Linked DNA regions of Macaca mulatta: all the other regions are linked to region 1. Evidence: chromatin contacts called from public Hi-C data. All regions are on one chromosome and are shown on one strand. Each heading gives the region's core, a stretch centred on a gene start, on an enhancer-like site or on the middle of the called end of the contact. The rest is flanking DNA. Distances are from core to core; before and after follow the strand shown. Region 1 holds the start of ZNF608 (zinc finger protein 608). Region 2 has its middle 590 kb from the start of ZNF608. Region 3 has its middle 290 kb from the start of CSNK1G3.

Evidence for each region. A called contact is a pair of places that touch in the nucleus more often than the background predicts.
Region 2: a contact with region 1 is called in a Hi-C map of fetal cortex germinal zone, with 5 times the contacts expected there. The contact joins the enhancer-like site here to the promoter of ZNF608 in region 1. A contact is called at or near these places in 2 of 14 Hi-C or Micro-C datasets (fetal cortex germinal zone and fetal cortical plate).
Region 3: a Hi-C map of fetal cortex germinal zone shows a contact between it and region 1, with 6 times the contacts expected there. The contact joins the enhancer-like site here to the promoter of ZNF608 in region 1. A contact is called at or near these places in 2 of 14 Hi-C or Micro-C datasets (fetal cortex germinal zone and fetal cortical plate).

Annotation. Positions count from the first base shown.
Region 1 is chr6:133,677,598-133,681,819 of T2T-MMU8v2.0, forward strand. It overlaps ZNF608 (zinc finger protein 608), which reads right to left and starts at 1,290. Exons shown (of 10, transcript XM_078004481.1): 1 at 961-1,290.
Region 2 is chr6:133,087,609-133,091,763 of T2T-MMU8v2.0, forward strand. No RefSeq gene overlaps it. Among named protein-coding and RNA genes, the nearest start is that of ZNF608, 590 kb to the right of the region's middle. Within about 2 kb of position 1,888, at least 12 of the 40 cell types and tissues checked have an H3K27ac peak or open chromatin away from gene starts, as enhancers often do. A contact at or near this core is called in fetal cortex germinal zone and fetal cortical plate, where this site is marked.
Region 3 is chr6:132,761,881-132,765,982 of T2T-MMU8v2.0, forward strand. No RefSeq gene overlaps it. Among named protein-coding and RNA genes, the nearest start is that of CSNK1G3, 290 kb to the left of the region's middle. Within about 2 kb of position 1,476, at least 13 of the 40 cell types and tissues checked have an H3K27ac peak or open chromatin away from gene starts, as enhancers often do. A contact at or near this core is called in fetal cortex germinal zone, where this site is marked.

The DNA.
Region 1 (4,222 bases), core at 40-2,539:
TGGTCTTTAAAAAAAAAAGCTGTAGGTCTCTCCCCTCCCCCTGCACACACTCCCCCAACCTCCTCCCCCCGCCCCCCCGCAGTGGGCGAAGCTACAAGTTATGAATGTGAAACATTTCTCGGAGATCTAGGATCTCCGAAGTTCGGAAGGAGTGAAATGTAATGAGCACAAGAGCAAAGCAGATGTTTTAAAGAAACACTTTATAAACCTTTCAACTTATCTCCAATTTGTCAGCTTTCCCAGGGGGCCAGGGACGGGGACGCCTGGGGGAGGGAGAAGGGTACCTCCGAGCTACTTGGATTTTAGGGACCCCCACTTCATGTATTAAACAAAGAAAAACCTTTTGCTTGCTCACCAGCCTGGTCCTGTAATAAACACACCATTGTTACTATTTGGGGGTTTGTTTGGGTTGGGTCGGGCTTTTATTTTTTCTCTTAATGGTATTTTTGTTGCTTGCTTTTTCAAGGAGATGGCGAATGGTAATTATAACCATTACACGTAATGAGTGACTATTCCCTTGTTTAATTTTAAATTATCGGGCACTGGGAGCTGACAGGAGAGAGAAATCGGCTTGTTCTGCCCTTGCCCCCATTTTCCTGGATCGGTTTGGGAGAAGGGTCTGCCCAGCTAGGACAGAAGAGGGAGGGAGTAAGGTGAGCTAGAGAATTGACACTGCAGACCAGGATATGTAACTGTGTCACTTTTATTCTCCTTTGGGTTAGAGCCCAAAAGCTAATTTACTCTAAGTTACCCCGAGTGCCCAGTCAAGCTTAATTTGTGTGAAGTTACAAATGCTTCACCCTCCACTGAATAAAATTCACCCTTCTTGGGTTGTTGTTCTAAATGCAAAAGCCAAACCCTGTAACTAGTTCCTCATTTCTATGCATAAAACTCGCACATTCCCCTGCATGAAGTCCCCGCTAAGTGCTATATAGAGACACACCACGCAACCGTACTTACGGTCTGTATTGGATGGAGTTGACCTTTTCCTTCTAACTGCATTGAATGTGTTTGGTTGCAGCCGCTTTATTTTGGAAATTATAATCTCTTCAACAAATTTATTATTAAAGAAGATGGACCATCAAATGTCACAGACCGGCCTGTGTATGTTTTATAAAAGCAAAAATTAAAATTTAAGAAAAGCAAAACAAAAATCCCCCTGGTGCACACACACAACAAGCTTGTTCTGCAACACTGAAATCAGGACTGAAACACAACACACACACAGGGGGAGTGGAGCAAAAGAAGCTCTCAGCCTCTATACCTGAAAGGGACTTTTCTTTGTTCCCAGTGCCCTTTCGCATCGGGCCAATCAGAGAGCAGCTTTTATGAAACTGGGCTCTCTCATTGGCTAGCTGCTTTCTCTTGGCTACTGTAGGGGGTTGAGATATACACACGTATAAAACACACACTGAGAGCGGGTGGGGGTGCTGTGGGGGGTGGTTGTGGAGACAAAGCGTTTTATTTTCCAACCAGATTGGGGTTGAGGAACCTCCCGCAGTAAGAAGGGAAAAAAATGGTGCGCCCGTTTCAATTACTACATCATTCACATAAAACACTTATTTATTAAAACAAATCTCAAACAGGCTGCGAGGAGAGGATGTCGGTAAATACAAGTTTGATTGTGTTATCTTGGGGGAAATAATGTATGTGATCGCTCGGTGGCAGAGAGAAGCCAAATGAGCCACTAGCGCGTAGCGAGGAGAAAAGGGAGGCTGGCTGTGTGGAAATGACTGCGAGCATTTTGCTGGCTTCCCTTCCTTGTTCCAAGGACTCCGCAGTCCAACTCCCAAGACTGATTTTCTGTATTGCAGCTTCTGGCTTTCAACCCTCCCCCCACCACTTTGCCCTTCCTGCAATTTTTTTTTTTTTTTTTTTTTTTCTTTTTCTTCCCTGTGTCTCTCTTTTTACTCGCTGATTAAATAAGAAAAATCGATCTGCGGGTAAAGGCGATGGTGGGGAAACAAGTAACCCTTTTGTTTCCAGGGCTCTGGTCTACAAGCACTGAAGTGTGAATGCAGGCGACCATTTAACCAACACTATGTGAATGATTCTTCCCTGGAATTAGTAACAAATCTTTTCCACCTGGTGTTATTGACGCCAAAAAAGAAAAAATATTAAAATAAGGTCCTAGCTAATCATAGTAACACCTCGGGCCAGCCTCATCTTTTTAAAAATTGACTTGTGAAAGTTAAATATACTAGGAAGATTAACTGTTGAACAGTTCCAGTACACATATTTAAACTGTGGAATGGTCAGAATTCCTCTTCCCCCAAATCTTTCACCCTACTGCTGGGGAACCGGGTGTCATAAATCTTCTGAATGCTACATCTACAATCCACAAACACAGAAATATTTTACAATTTATTGTAGGACAAATGCCAGCAACCAAGTTAATGAGACTCAGGTCACAGGATAAGAGAGGTTAATATGAAATAACAAGTTTAGCGTTTTACTATAACAGCTAACATATTTAAGCTAATGTATTTACATATATTAAGCCTTTAGAGTACATTTAATTTTGAATTTTTTTATTGTTACCTTCATTATTTTTAGAAGCTACAATATGGACATTTTAAAGTCAAAGGGTACTGTAAACTGAAAGCATCATGATCCCAAGTTGTAAAGATCCTGTACTACTGTAATTGTAATTTCCACATGACAATTGCAATTTAAGATTGTGTCTTAACTGAGTCATATGGACACATATAAAGTGAATGAGTGCTAGCAGAAGACAGCTTCTGATGTAAATATTCAGTGATGACTTCGTGGATCAATAAAAATATTTATGTCACATATTTTAAATAATGGCTATTGACTCATGTTTGAGCTTTCAGTATATTTAGTCTATAAAAAATTGCCAATTAGCTGTTTCACTACCATAAATGAACTAGATTTGAGGCTGCAAATAGTTATAAACAGCAGTTTCCACCCTTTATTGGGATATATAAACCAGAGGAATGCAATCTGTAATAGTCCTTAGCTCTCCCTAAGTCAATTTGTATTCAAATCAAAGCTGTACTTTAACAAATAAAATGGGCAAATTAGGGATCCGTTTTAGCTTTGAGATTTGTTATATATGTTTGAATGTACAGATTTTACATTTGTGTATGCCCCATTGATAAGAATACAGCACCATACTGTTTTTTGACTTTTCTTCTTTTAAAAGAGTGATTTCTCAAAGGACCAGATCACTCTTGGGCACTTCCTGTGTCCCTGGGGTGCCATCTACATCTCAGCCTTTGGAAGCCCATGCCTACCCCATATGTTATATTAGTTTAGAAAAATCAATAGTTAGTTCTTAAAAGAATGGGACATTTAAAAATGAGACCTAGTGAAGCTGGAGAAGATTGCAGTTCCTCCAATACAAAACAAATTACAGCGTCTGCAGCACAGATGAAGTCTAACTAAAACCAAAGTTTAGGGTTCCTAATAATCAAATAATCTAATCTAACCCTAGCTTCAACACTTAAACCCAAACCTTAAACCTTTCTGAGAAACCCTACTGGCCAAAGATGAAGGCTTAGGCCTGACCCGACCACATAATTTAACCCAAACCATTTTGACAAATTGAAGTATTTCCTTCCATTCCAACATCTCCACACTCCATTTACACCCCACCCCCACCTCCTTCCTCCCAGGTTCTTCCAGGAGACTTTTGAATAAACCAGTGTTGTCAGACTGGCTTTTCTTGTGTTTGTTTTGTTTTGTTTTGTTTGACAAAGAGGCCAATCAAGAGGCATCAGAGGACCATCACCTAATTGGTGACTGAAACTAAGACAATTAACTACCAGCTTTGAAAATCAGAGCTACTCTTCTCACAAAATTGGGGAGTTTTCTGTATTTATAGAGACGAAAATGTTATCTTAATCTCTCATCAAGGTAACTAGGAACCTATTTATCTGCATTCTAATATCCACATGCATATACTTCATAATAGCAATGCACTACTGTATAATATGCTCACTATGTAATTTTACACCTTAGTGTCTACTCAGAGATGTGTTAGAAAGGAGGAGATGTCTGGAAATGAGTATTTGGAACAGAGGGTGGAAGAAGCATGAGGATAGTGTAAAAGGGCATTTAAAAAGTATCATCCAGCTCTTTGGGAGGCCGAGGTGGGCAGATCACCTGAGTTCGGGAGACCAGCCTGACCAACATGGAGAAAACCCCGTCTCTACTAAAAATACACAATTAGCCGGGCGTGGTGGTGCATGTCTGT
Region 2 (4,155 bases), core at 638-3,137, 590 kb before region 1:
ATATTCTTTATCAAGTACAAACCACAAGTGTTTTTTCAATGAATGCAGTTATCCAAAGGACTAGGAGGCTATTTTTAAAAATTGATCATATGTATACAGAAAAGCCAGGTTCTTAAAACAATGTTGATTTTGCTACTTTTTAAAATATCAATTGCCTTACTTACAGCTATGTACAAAAAGGTGTGGAGTGTTTTTGGTTTTAAACATTGTTTGTAAAGAGAAGGTGGGTAAACAACATGGCTGACTCTAAGTCACGGCTCCATTTGCACATCCTGCATTGGTGTTTCTGTGAAGTACATTTATGATGCCTATTTACTTAAAGAAGATCAAGAAACTTCTAAAACACTTTTCTGTGATGGATGCAACTAGAGTAGGACACGAATCAAATTCAAATGGAATCAAGTCAATCAGGCTGAGTCTCAGAAGCACACCTGGCTTTTGAGAAAGGGTTGGTTGCTTTGGGGAGTATCCTAGGGGGAAGCAGCTGTACGTGGGGTGTCATCATCCAATCAGTAGATGTCTGATGGCTCTGTCCAGCAGCAGCAGTCTCAAACCCCACTGTGAAGGGAGGGGCTTTGGAGAAATTCATCTTCCTCCTATTTCTCTCCTTGGTTTGAAGTTTATACAGGAAGAAGAGCAAGAGAATCATAGATAACATTTAAATTTAGGAGCTACACTTTTTAAGTTTTCAAGAAGACAGCAACTGTAACCAAAAGAGCTTTGTTCTCAGTCTAAATTTTGATTGATTAGGAAGCAAGACATTCTCTAACCATTGTAAACCATAACATAATCTTTAACTTTGTGAAGTTAATATTCAGCACTTTTTTTTTTTTTTTTTTGAGGTGAGGTCTCGCTCTGTCACCCAAGCTGAAATGCAATGGTACAGTCATAGTTTACTGCGGCTTCCAACTCTTGGGCTCAAGGGATCCTCCCACCTCAGTCTCCTGAGTAGCTACAACTACAGGCACACGCCACCACACTCGGCTAATTTTGTTTTATAAATTATTTTTTCTAGAGACAGGGGCCTCACTTTCTTGCCCAGACTGGTCTTGAACTGCTGGCTTCAAGAAATCCTCCCACCCCAGCCTCCCAAAGTGTTGGGACTGCCTGGCCATACAATCACTTACATGTGCACAAAATATGTGTGCAACATGCAGAGCTATAGCCAGGTGTGTGGTGTGTGCAGACACATGCATATGCACACACAGGCGCACACACACACATACACACACGCACACCACGTCAGTACACCAGCTGTTCGGCATTATTTACAATATATTGGAATCACCGCTGACCTAAAGAGCTGAAGAAAATAACAGGCCATATTTTCAGCTTAGTAAAACCCTGCAGTAGGGAGCCCTTTATGAACAATTACAAGCATTTGCTGGAAATACATTTGCTGATTTAACAAACTGGGTAGGACAAATGTTTAACATGCTGTCGTAATGATGTTCAGATGCTTTTCTTAGTATTCGCTGATCTGAGATAATGCGTTCTTGCCCAATCATGCTACAAAGAAGCAGCGGAAATAAATAAATAAATAGATGTAATGTGATGCGCTCTCACAATAGCAGAGCTGCTGACTGCCCCTGACAGATGGGGGAAAAAAAAAAGTCAATATGATGTCTGAGACAGCCCAGGCTCGGCACTGCAGAATAAATTACATGATTCGCTGAATGCCTAGGCTTCGCTCAGACATACAAAAAAATTGGAAAGATAAAAGCTTGCATTGGCTTCAGATGATATTTACTGCTTGATGGATTTACTAGCAGCCCCGGTACAGTCATACTGTATTGAATTATTGGCCTCTATTTAGCTGTGTGTCCGTCGGAGGTTGAGTGTCCATTTAAGCGTAAGTGAGCTGGAGGCCCGCCAAGCCTCTCAGAGGCTCTGGGTACAGAGGAAGACGCGAGCTAATGGCCACCAGCTTGAATAACAGGGAGCTTGAGGACACTGGGGGAGGCAACAAAGCCCAGCTACAAAGTACTTTCTTATCAATATTAATGCCAAAATAAATATTAATGGAGGCTTCCCAGCATACCATTTTTGAATGTGCCCTGTTTTCTTTGTATTTTAACACAAATAGCTGGAAATGACTGTGTGATTTTTTTTCTTTCCCTCTCCTTCACACTTTTTCTCCCTTTGAATCTAAGAAAGATTTTGGAAAAGACCATTAGCTTTACTGCTGCCCGTTGTCACAGCAGCAGGGTTTCTATAAGGCATAGGAGGCAAATGAAATGCTGGCTCTAAGAGGCATACAGCTTCCAATAAAATATATGATTAGAATGGTAATGTACAGTACATCACCTATTGTTACAGATTCTTTACTGCATTGTGCTATGGCAGTTCAATTGGGAAGGAGCGTTCCATGTACAAAGCGCCCATTAGGAAAGTTGCTTTGTTATCATAGCTTCAAAAAAGAAGGTGGTGTGTGGAACAGGGGATATGTGAAACTCTCTGTACTTTCCACTCAGTTTTGCCATGAATGTAAAACTGCTATAAAACATAAAGTTTATTAATTAAATGGAAACACACAAACAGACATATACACACAAAGAGGGTACAGGCAGACTAGGGTGTGGTGGAGGAACAAAGAGGGCTAAGTGTTGAAGGCACTGGATTCAGCTTCCCAGGGCCTCAAGTGTGAGTGAACTGTAATTTTGCATAGTTTGTGCACTATAGGGAAGAGGGGGTAACTGGGGAGATGCGCCAGTCCAAGAGAAAGTCAGCGTCTGGCTCGTTGTTATTTATGGGAAAGATTAGGGGAGGGTTACTGCACAGGGATTGAGAGTGAGACCCACAGCAAGAGTTCTCAGGCATCTGTGCAAGGCAACTGCTTCCATGAGCAGCACCAAGAGACCACATGCTCCAGGAAGATGCACATGGAGCATGCCAACTGACTCAGTGTGCAAGGCCGGCTTCAGGAGGGTCTCCATGCTCTGGCAAGAGCAGGCACAGCCTCCAAGACCAGAAACCTTCCCTGTATTGGCTTGCCATGCAACCCTGAGCAAATCACTTAATTTCTTTTGTCCCTATTCTCTAGCCTGTGAAATAGTTGATGATATCATAATAACAGTGAACTGCTTTACAACATATTTAATGGGTCAGGTGGAGTATGAATGACAAAAAGGTAAGCAGTGTTTCAGCACCTTATACTTTTGGAGTGCGTTTACGATCATTCTCTCATTTGTTATCTCCACAGCACAGTGCATGGGTCTCGTTATGCCCATTTTATAGAATAGAAAAGTGAGGCACAGCTACTTAAACCACATCACACAGCTAGATCACAGAAACACTAAGACTGGCCCCTAAGCCTCCCTTCTGATATACTTTCTGAACTATAAAACTTGAAAAGTCACCATTCCCTATTTGAACAGCAGGAGTAGGCACAGGTGACCTAGTAGACCCAGAAGTGCATCACTACCCTGAACTTGACTTGCTGCAGGACCTCTGATCACATCCCCGAAGTCCCTGGCCCTTCTCTCCAGCTCGGACCTGTCACTGTGAGGGGTTCCTGGGACCAGCAGTGCTCAGATAGACTAGCTGGGAGATCCAAGGCCCCGAATGCCCCGAATAGAACTATCTCGGCTGGCCTTATGCAGAGCAAGCTATCCTGAGGCTTAAGGGGCGTTGGATGCCACGGTCTGTCCCACCTGCTTTCTGGGTGCTGCTCTGACTTTGCAGACTGCTCACAACAAACAGCAACCATCTATTTCATTCTGACCGGTTCTGCCACTAGAACACTTAAGTCCATTCTTTCTATTGCTTTCTCAGAACAAAAGAATCCATAAGGCAAAAGGAAATAATCACTGTAGCTCAGACTCACAATAATGGAACATAATTGCTATTTTCATCTTGGTACTTGACACACATCATCTCACTTCTTCATCAGAATAGTGCCACAAAGTTGTCAGTATTGTTTTCATTTTCCACAGATGAGTGAATTGAGGTTCCAAGAGGTTAAATCTTTGCCCAGGGTCACACAACTGGTAAGCCAATAAGCTCAGCTTCAAAGCCCTGATTTGGCTGGTTCCAAAGCCCAGGTTTCTCCAGAAAATGTGATGCTGTTTCTGGGATGACCCCGAAGAGTCTCTGTTTAATGATGCAAGAAAGTTGGCAATATGTTTTTTAAAGATTTTTATGAAAAATGATCAA
Region 3 (4,102 bases), core at 226-2,725, 920 kb before region 1:
TACCATATTTACCATAGAACTAATTTTTATAGATAGTTGAACCATATCAATCTCTCTTACAATTCATTTTGCATGTGCAGCATGTGTTGGTGTATGTATGTTTCCATGTGTGTGTGTTAGGGGTGAGTGCCTGAGTGTATAAATACAACTCGTACAAATCTTTACTGTAGCTCGGATTAGGAGATACAGATGTGTCTGGAATTTCTTATATACTATGGGAGTAAGATCCAGCAGAAGCCTCGTGATAGGAAGACAGAGGAATCTTGTGTGAAAATTCCTCCTCAGGGAGGAAGGAACCTGGCTTAGGGAACTCAGCATGGTAAGAAAGGCTTAGAGTGGTGGAGAGGACAAATCTGAGGACAACATGATGTTTTCGACTCAGGTTTTTCTCCTAGCCCAACGCTTAATGGGTTCTTTCCTGTCTCCTTTGGAAAGCACAGTGAGCTATTCTACCAGAAACTCTGTAAAACAACGTGGCTCAAGTGGCACTGCCCTGGTAACCCTCTAACAGAGGACTCCACAAAAGACAGATGAGACAGAAGCTGGGATCTTGCCAAGTCCGATGCCTGATGGAAGAGCCATGGTGTAAGCAGATCAGAAATATTTATGAGCACGTGTGAGCCCCTGTCTGGGGAGTCCCAGAAATTGCTGAGTTCACAAAGCAGAGAAATTTGAGTTACTACTGCTAATGGGACCACATCTGTACACATAGGCTGGTGAGGCCAAGAGGAATTCTGTTTTCACCTCTATTATTACACAGTGCATGGAATGGTAATTATTTGTTTACACATCTGCTCCGTTGCTATGAAATAAGACTCTACAGGCCAGGAACTGTATTTTACTCATCTTTGTTTTTCCAGAATATAGCCTTTGCCCCTGGCATATAGTAGGTGCTCATTAAGTGTTTGTATCTTTTTTTTTTTTTTTTTTTTTTTAAGATGAAAGCGTGATTTTTGTGTTGGTATGTGTTGATGATGATAGAAATAACTATTGAAAATAAAAAAACTATTTGCTGAGGTTTTGACTCTGTTTTTCATCATTGCAGCATGTTCCTTCACAGGCTGTTTCTGTGAATATGAATACGGTCTCGGATAGAACTCCTGCCTGAGAGGAAAATGCTGAATTAGAATTTGGAGAGGGAACCTCTAAATATCCCATTAGATTAGAGCAGTCATGTTTTTATACAGAAGCTGGATAAAGGAGAAAAGGGAGTATTTCAGCTAGAGGCTTGGAAAGGCTGACAATGAGTATAGCACAATACAAGCCTCAGTTTATTGTGTCTGGATGAATGCATTGGCATTTCTAGACAGTAACCTATACATCTGCTTTCCCGGGAGGAGGGGATGAGCAAGAGAGCCAGAAAAGGAGGTGTTCAGGTTGTAAAAATAGAACTAGTGTGAGAGACTGAAGAAAGCCATGCTAGCAATGACTGGGCTCAGTCACTTATGCAGCTCTGCCACATTCCTCAGAACAAACAGCTATTAAAATCTGAGCACACAAAGCCTGTAGCAGGCTTAGTAATGACAAGCACTGTCAGCACACTATAATTAACATGGGGTGGTATAATTTATAAGGAATGCACTATACAGTTTAATGCCAACACAGAGGGGGAATATCTGTTGTTAGCCTGCAGAATCAAAAGTAGCCTTTCCTTTGACGCCAGCATCTTTCTTTACAAATGCTCTTTCATTTATTATTTTTTTAACTCATAAAAGCCTTTGTTACACAGAGTTAGTTCTGTGCAAGGCAGAGCGAGGCTTGTAGGTGACCCGTAACCTCCCCTCCCCCTCCCATATTAATCAAGAAGGAAAGTCTCAGCAGACTGTCTTTACTGTACATAATTAAGCAGTTCTGAATGCTCAGTGAAACTCAAATGGGATGGCACAGAGCCTGGTAATATGACAGTTAATGGGATGAGACTAGCACTTATTCTGCCTCTATAATAAGCAAAGGCTTTTTGCTTTCCAACTGAGGACAGGAAGAGAAGGAAGCAGTCACAAAAGATAACAACAGTGACAACATTTTGTGTTGGGCACCTCTCTCTACCTCTTATGATTGTTTCTAAAAAGAAAAACACACCCTAACTGGAGGAGATTACCTCTTAATTATCCTTGTTCAGTGGCTGTAAGAAGCAGTGGCTTTTACTTCGGCATAGCCATGGATTGGTTTGAGAAGCATTTTCAGCAAATAGCTCTAATGGGAAGGTTTATGTGTCTTTACTCTTCCTTCACCTCCTGCAAACTTTTAAGGTGGCTGAAATACTGCCTTCATCCTCCTTCCCCAGTGAGGAGGATATTTAATGAAATGATGCGTTATTTTGCTTTTAGAAGATGGTCAACATAAGTATTTGTCATCAAGGACCATTTGCTGCATCTGTGGCTTTCTTCCACTGATCTGCAAACACGAAAATAGCATCTCTTTCCTTCTCTTAAGAAAGAAACTGGGTAAAATTACCTTTGAGGCAAGGAAATGCAGTGATAGAAATTAACAATTATTTTTAGCCACATAACATTGGTATCACAAATTTAAAATGCTTTGTTGGCTTTGTCCATTGAACAACTTGGAAAAAAAATTTTCTGTGCTGTATAAGCCGTGAGAATAACTGGCGTAATGCAGTCATTAAATAATCCTGCAGAGGAGAAAACATATCAAACATTCATCTGAGAGGCAACTGAGCAGCACCGTGAATCTGTACTCTTTGTGTTATGAGACATCCGTGGGAAGCAGAAACCTAAAGGGAAAGAAAAAAAAAAAAAAAGGCCCTATAATTCAAGAACAAGTCCCAGTGACTACTCAGAATCCCTTAGCATGTAATTGTCTTTAGAGAGATACTGAAAAGCGAACTCTTACTATTATGGTTTCCAGGGAGGAAGGGAGGCGGTGGCCTGATAGACGTGGCTTTACAGAAAGCTGAGATTTGGAATTTGGGTTTCTATTTTAGGCTCTGCTTCTGACCTGTGCTTCCTTAGAAAGTGCTTTGATTTCCTCAGGAATAAACCAGAAAAAGCTCTTTCTGTGCTGCGAGGCTTTCAAATGCAAGGGAGTCATCAGAGGCCTGATCAGCATCCAACATTCTATTTCGTTTGGGGATTGTGTTCTAAGATTAGAGATAGCACTTGGCTCCTGAGAATGTTTTCCCTGGGCTTAGCTGGGAATGCAGGTGTTTTGCTTGAGAAATTAGGGCTGGAAACAGTGAGAAACCCTCTGTTTTTGAAAGGTAACAATTTGGAGAACTGAAAACCTTCACTTCCTTTCCATAAGGATGAACAGAAGTCCTTTCCTTCACATCCATCATATTTTATTTCAGATTCAGAAACCTTTTAATTTCAGCAGAAATCTCAGCATATGTTATCTTGCTCCAAAACAGCAAACGATGGCTTAAAATATATTCATGCATTTGAAGTGCTCACTCTCAAAACAATATATATATATGTATATTTCTATTCATATGGCACATATTTCAGCAATTTTGTAGAGGTTTTTTTTTTTTTTTTCTCTTTCTTCTTCCTCTTGCTTTAAACCATGTAAGCACCAAGCAAATATAAAGAGAATTCAAGAGCATTTTGTAATTCTTGAAAGGTTAATTGCACTATTTATAGACCAAACTGTAAAGCAAAAACCCTCAGCATGACCCTTCAGGGTCACCGTAGTAATAGCAACCTCAATGGAGCCCTGACCAGTCATGAATTACTGTCTGTGATACTGAGAATGCTGACAGTTCAATCACAGCACTGTTTCAATAGAGAACTCCATATATTTAAAGCGCTGATACTGTTTTCCCTCTAAATGACAGCCTTGACAGATGGGCCAAAAGCACCGCAGACGTTTGAACAAGGAAATAGAGAGGGAGCCTGCTGGAAGCTGGGCCTCATGCAGCCAGGCGAGAATGATGAATAGAGTGTGATTGTGTCTGACAGGTAGTAATATAACTATTCATTCACCACAGAACACCTGGAGCACACTATATTAAATGGTACAAGATGGAGAGATTCTGTGACAAGAATAGGAAGTGTGAATTCCGGGCTGAGTTTAGGTACAGCAATATAAAAGGTCAGGGGTCAAGCAATATAAACTGCCTCCGAGAAGGCTGTAATTAAATTAT